Regions from separate parts of the Bombyx mori genome. Here region 1 is linked to region 2. The links are chromatin contacts, called in public Hi-C maps. All regions are on one chromosome and are shown on one strand. Each heading gives the region's core, a stretch centred on a gene start, on an enhancer-like site or on the middle of the called end of the contact. The rest is flanking DNA. Distances are from core to core; before and after follow the strand shown. Region 1 overlaps LOC101746698 (pneumococcal serine-rich repeat protein). Region 2 overlaps LOC101746698 (pneumococcal serine-rich repeat protein).

What was found. Hi-C and Micro-C count contacts between places; a contact is called where the count stands out from the background.
Region 1: a contact with region 2 is called in a Hi-C map of whole pupa, with 2.6 times the contacts expected there. The contact joins two enhancer-like sites. A contact is called at or near these places in 2 of 7 Hi-C or Micro-C datasets (midgut and whole pupa).

What each region holds. Positions count from the first base shown.
Region 1 is chr9:9,772,112-9,775,203 of ASM3026992v2, reverse strand. LOC101746698 (pneumococcal serine-rich repeat protein) reads right to left here. Exons shown (of 10, transcript XM_012688578.4): 5 at 441-571. Among protein-coding and RNA genes, the nearest start is that of LOC101740632, 15 kb to the left of the region's middle. Within about 2 kb of position 1,648, at least 5 of the 8 cell types and tissues checked have open chromatin away from gene starts, as enhancers often do.
Region 2 is chr9:9,735,388-9,738,720 of ASM3026992v2, reverse strand. LOC101746698 (pneumococcal serine-rich repeat protein) reads right to left here. Exons shown (of 10, transcript XM_012688578.4): 4 at 1,964-2,192. Among protein-coding and RNA genes, the nearest start is that of LOC101740632, 51 kb to the left of the region's middle. Within about 2 kb of position 2,025, at least 4 of the 8 cell types and tissues checked have open chromatin away from gene starts, as enhancers often do.

The sequences.
Region 1 (3,092 bases), core at 399-2,898, 37 kb before region 2:
TTACTAACTAAGCGAAACAAGTTTGACTTTACCACAAGCCATTTTGGTTCAAGTTTAAGTTTTATTTCTTAGTTTTCTTTATTTAGACATGACGACAAGCAAATTTAAGTTACATATTGAAAACATTCGAGAATATTCAGTAACATTATAAGACCGGATCCTAGTAAGATCTTAGATTAGGGGAGTTATGTATGATCTCTCTAATAAGGTGATTAAGCACCTAATTTAACATTTTAAAACTTGTCGCAGAATCTACAAACGGATCAAAATCGCAATTCACTGATAAGATCCGATGAGAAACTCAGTGGGTTGTATCTAGGTTGTGTGGGTTGTCTATGTGTGATTGATGATACCCGTGCGGTTTCAAAAGACGCCCGCCCTGCCAACGGTAGCACTATAATTTGTCGATAACAATATTTTAATGCACATAGTATGATTACCTGTAGTCCACTTCTGTTGACTGGGAACCGATCTCTTTCCAGCGTGTCTCTTTCATTCGGCAAGGGTGAATTAGATCGGCGAGGAAGCGTTGCATGGCCAGGTAATAACGTTTCTGTAGTATACACTTCATCTGAAATTATTATTAAAATAGATCAATACTTATTGACTTAAGTGAAAAACGTCCAAGAATTTGGGTTTGAAGACAGAGATTTGTAGTTTAGTAATGTTGACAGTGCGCTATCAATCGATGTGGAAGTTGCATGCACCAGTAGAGAAGATTAGTTAAATTTATGTCCGAATTCAGTGGTTTTTAATTAAATTGTGTATGCAGATATTCACAGTGCAATGTGCCATGAGACATAGCATTAAGACGCATCACCCTCTTTCAATTCAAGCCATTCATCAGGCTTAACAACCCGACATCGCTTCTTCCTAGTCAGAGAATTATCACACCACTCCAAGGATTTCAAAAATGAATCTCGGCATGATATAACTTCGCGTATGAATGAGATTTTCTCACCGCGTTTTTCGACGATGCTAATACTTGGGGTCCCCGGACCTTTTGAGGATTCAGGAGGAGATATTTTAAATTTTGGCACAGTGTACTGTGGCGTGTTTAAGCTAATTGTACTCGATCTTTGTTCGCTAGATAAAAGAAGTTCCGTTGTAGATTTAGAAATTTGACTTTCCAAGTCAGCAGTTGAAGTAATCGTTATTGTAGGAACAGATTGTACTGCAGTAGTCGGTATTTCTTTTTCTAAAATATAACTTCTTCTTTCCGCGGAACGTATGAGCGAAGAAGTAGAATTTTCAACTGGTAAATCATCAGTTTCATTCGAATTATTTTTACAGCAACAACACCACCGTAAAAAAGCACTTTGCTCATTTTTTCGACCGAAATTTGTAGAGTACACGTTAACTGGATAATACGAGGAGCTCTGCTCTTCGGGCATCACATTGTAACTTTCGTAAGATGAAAAACGTGACCCGGACATTTTTATTTTTATTTTTAATTCACTAGAATTTGTGATCTACATGGTATGCAAGTGAACATGTCACGACCGCACTATACTGAACCGATTTAAACTACATATAAACATGTACATAAAACACTTTATGCTAATTTCATTACTATCATGGTTTACAATTTGTATGGTTGTTTCCTGTTGAGCGCGGCTCGGTGGCGATAGCGATACGACCGTGCAAATAGGTCCTACTCGTAATGATTTAATGAACTACATGAATATGAACATGACACACACGGCAGGTTGAACACAAAGTAGCATACGAAGTTTCTATATTTATTAAATTAATAAAATTATTTGGTACCTTTTAAAGTTTGCGCTTTCTTTATATGTTCTAAAGTATTCCATCGTGACGATTTAGTAGTAGTCTTTTTTTCAGACGAATCGGAAATAGAGCATAGCGATTTAGCAGTTTTTAGAATATTAAATTTTTTAGGTGTTTGAAAAACTGGTAGTGAAGTCTTAAATTGTATCCCTTTATTCAGAACAGGCGTATGTGTTGCCGTTCTCACGTTTATATTTATTTCAACACTTTCTGATTTGGCCTTGTTAGTATTTTTGGCAAAATCGTCCTCGTGTTCTCGCATTGTACCAGACGACCCTGCGTATCCGGATTCAAAATCATTGGGATCTGTTATATCTATTTTTTCAATAGGACTTAAAGTTTCTTCTCTACTCTCCAGTGAAATATTTTCGATACCTTTGGTGAGATCTTGAAGTACACTATCTATTGTTGTTCTTTTATCAGGCTTTTTTATTATGTCACTTAAACGTCTCAATTTTGGCGTCGAAGTCTCAACTTTAGGTAAATTTACAATCTTTGTAGAATCACGGCTATCACTACGGATAAGTGTTTTTAGAGATTTAGGTAAGGTAGCGAGTGTGGAACTTTTCATCACTTTAGCAGATGTAGATTCCGTCTTTAATAGTTTTGGTGTTAAAGTGTCAACTTCAGGTTTATTTGACATCTTTGTAGAATCACGGCTATCACTACGAATAAGTGTTCTTGGGGATTTAGGTAAGGTAGCAAGTGTCGAACTTTTTATCCCTTTAGCAGATGTAGATTCCGTCTTTAATGGTTTTGGTGTCGATGTGTCAACTTCAGGTGTATTTACAATCTTTGTAGAATCACGGCTATCACTACGGATAAGTGTTTTTGGAGATTTAGGTAAGGTAGCAAGTGTGGGACTTTTTATCTCTTTAGCAGATGTAGGTTCCGTCTTTAATGGTTTTGGCGTCGAAGTCTCAACTTTAGGTAAATTTACAATCTTCGTAGAATCACGGCTATCACTACGGATAAGTGTTTTTGGAGATTTAGGTAAGGTAGCAAGTATCGAACTTTTTATCACCTTAGCAGATGTAGATTCCTTCCTTAATAGTTTTGGTGTTAAGGTGTCAACTTCAGGTTTATTAACCATCTTTGTAGAATCACGGCTATCACTACGGATAAGTGTTCTAGGAGATTTGGGTAAGGTACCAAGTATCGGACTTTCTATCACCTTAGCAGATGTAGATTCCGTCTTTAATAGTTTTGGTGTTAAAGTGTCAACTTCAGGTTTATTTAACATCTTTGTAGAATCACGGCTATCACTACGAATAAGTGTTTTTGGAGATTTAGGTAAGGTA
Region 2 (3,333 bases), core at 776-3,275:
GAGGAAGATTTTACAATAAAATAAAATTATGATGCAACTTTCATGGCTGCCAGTTTATTCTTAATGACAACTTTTGAAACAAAATCAAAATTATAAAAATATAAATGACAATTGTTTGCAACTAAACTTTTTACTGCAGTTCTGAACACCGTGCTTCGCAGAATCTACCACCGGATCGGAAACGCGACCCACTGAGAAGATCCGGCGAGAAACTCAGTGGGCTGTGTCTGTGGGGTTATTTACTCGCCGAGCCTTTCGTCGCAAGCGACGGGTCCGACTAGAACGATGACCGGTAATCGTAGATCAGCAATTAAGGTTTAGGCAGACTCTGTGTATACGTATACACATTCATACGCAAAAGTATTTTACAATTCACTTGCGGAGACAAAGGGGCCTTTAGAATATGATATGAACTGTTAATCGGATCGTAGCAAGAGACAACATTTGAGCAAGTGATTAGCACTTGGATATAAGCATGCGAAAAATAAGAATTTGTTCTAATTTATATGTATCTTTTGTGGTCGAAGTTTAACCTTAATATTTTCCTAGATTAAAACGATTTTTTGTAGTATTATGTAGTCTTAAATTTATAGGTTATTTTAATAAAGCTGTGGGTCAGTTTCAATGCTGGTGTTTTTTATTTAATATTTGGTTATTATTTTTGACTTCAGAAATGATCTCACCCTGTTTTCATTGGGTTGAAATACAATATACACCAAATGTGTTTTTTTTAACTATCCTTATTGACTATGAACAAATATAACTGTGTAAATACATATTTAACTGACTGAGATGTTTACTTTGTCTCTGCATAACAAAATATAATTGGCTCCCGTGTGAGAAAGTGAAGCAATTCAAAAGCTGACTTAATTAACTTTTTCTTTTCTTAACGCAATGAAGTTTTTAATTTTTTAAAGCAATTATTTGTTGCCCTGCTTGAATTAAAATTTATTCACAGTGATGTTGGTGTGACACTGGGCTTTCACCATCACTCAATCAGATCAAAGCTTTAGTACAATAGAGGAAAAGTAAAGTGCGAAATTGGTTCATAACTTAATGTCTTTTCATTTTTCTAATTACTTTTAGCTTTTCTTTCTATTGAAATTCGTTTAAAATGTTTCAGTACTTCAGTTATATGTTATTGTGAAAACCAGATAAAGCTCTCAATGTTAATAAAAAAACTAATTTAGCGGCGAAAAAAAAACTGAATCAGACTTTTTTATTGGTTAAATGTTTGAAAGAGTTCACGGCCCACTTGGTATTAAGAGGTTACCGTAACCCATATACATCACAGCAATGTAAATGCCGCCATCCACCTAGAGACATGAGTTCAGCCAGGTGGGGCACCCCCTCAAACCGAAACGCATTACTAAAAGTATAAATTATAAAAAAAAAAAACTACCAACTCCAAGTATCCTGAATAACTGGTGTCGTTAAATAAAATAGTAATGTCAAGTTTTTTTTTCTACTACAAACGTTTTCCCGTGATGTCACATGCGCAAACACGTATTTACACCAACTAATATTTAATTTTATATTTATTTAGGTATCTCTTTAACAAGTAACGTAATATTATCCGTTTCGCTTGTCAATGGATTTGAACGAAATAAACTATATTGACCTGAGTACGCGTCAATAAATCTATGAAAACCGCAAATTAATTTGATAGTCACCGTGAATATCAGTGCAAAAATGCACATGCAAATTACACAAGTAATAAGATTTAATTATAAATATGGACAGATAGAATAATGTTTAAGGCACGCAAGAGTATTCCACATCGATGTTTAAAATTTGAGGAACCCCGAACGAGAAGTATTGGTGTTAGGGCCAGTGTTAGAAACACTCCCGGTTTGAGCCCCGTGAGCTCACGTACACGTCAAAGAGAAGCTGAAATAGCCTCTCAAAGCTATCAGCATAGGTAGGAAAAAAATATTGGTGTTTTGTGGAGTTATTTACTTACCCTGTAAACTAGGTGCAGACGCCGGCGCGGCCGGTGGGGGCTGCTGTGGGGTGGGCGGTGGCCTTCTTCGCCGCGGCACGTGCAGACCCGGCGCGGACGCAGCACGTGTCGCTGTACGGAAGCCCGGTGCTCTGTACCGGGCGGACTTGACCGGCCCGACCGGAGTCGCGGTCGTACCCGTCACAGACGGTAACCGCGGTAATGATCCCGAACGCTGTTCCTCCTCCGACTGCAAGGAATTACAGCTGAATGTAGTAGTACGACTTCGATCGCTCTTAGATCATTTTGCATATACGCTCTTATGCTATTTGTATTAACAAGGTTATCTTTTTTTATTTATTGCATAGATGGGTGGACGAGCTCACGGCCCACCTCAATTAAGTGGTTACCGGAGCCCATAGACAACTTAAATGCCGTATAGTTACAACGGCTGCCCCCCGAACACCGGTGCATCGCTCAACACGAATGCACCGGACGTCTTATCCTTTAGACCACGACGTCGTCACAGTTTCAGTTAGTTTAGATTTAAAATTCCTATCTGAAACACCGCTAATATGACTTGTTGGGACTAGTTATGACTCCGAACAAGTATCTGTTATCGCTCCGCCCAATTCTGCCTCAGTTATGGTTTTCCGGTCTGGTGTAGGCCGCGTAATCTTTACGCATGTCAAATGCGGTTACAAACGTATAAATGAATGAGAACTTACTATCTTTAGAGTGTCGTGTATAAATAATAAAATCACAACAAAAAACCTCGTGTTCGTTCTTGAACGATTACTCATTAGAAATTAGCATTGTGACATTAATCAGGCTCGATGATGCCAAGCTTGTTTAAAAAATATTGATGAGTAAACTAGTAAGAAATAATTATATGTTAACTGAATAATTTTATTATAATGACGACAAAGAGAACGAACATACGACATTTAATGTATTATATAATTTGCGTAATTACTGGTGGTAGGACCTCTTGAGAGTCCGCGCGGGTAGGTACCACCACTCTGCCTATTTCTGCCGTGAAGCAGTAATGCGTTTCGGTTTGAAGGATGGGGCAGCCGTTGTAACTATACTTGAAACCTTATATCTCAAGGTGGGTGGCGCATTTACGTTGTAGATATCTATGGGCTCCAGTAACCACTTAACACCAGATGGGCTGTGAGCTCGTCCACTCATCTAAGCAATAAAAAAGTCTTCATACAGCACACTATGTAACGCGTATGCTCCTGTATAATTAGATAAGTAGGTATAATAATAATACTACTACTTAGTTCGTTTATAATTTACACAATACTTTATTTAAATCATTTACAGACTTAATGAATAATTCAGATTTTCATTGGTTCGTTAATTACATATTAATTAACATCTAT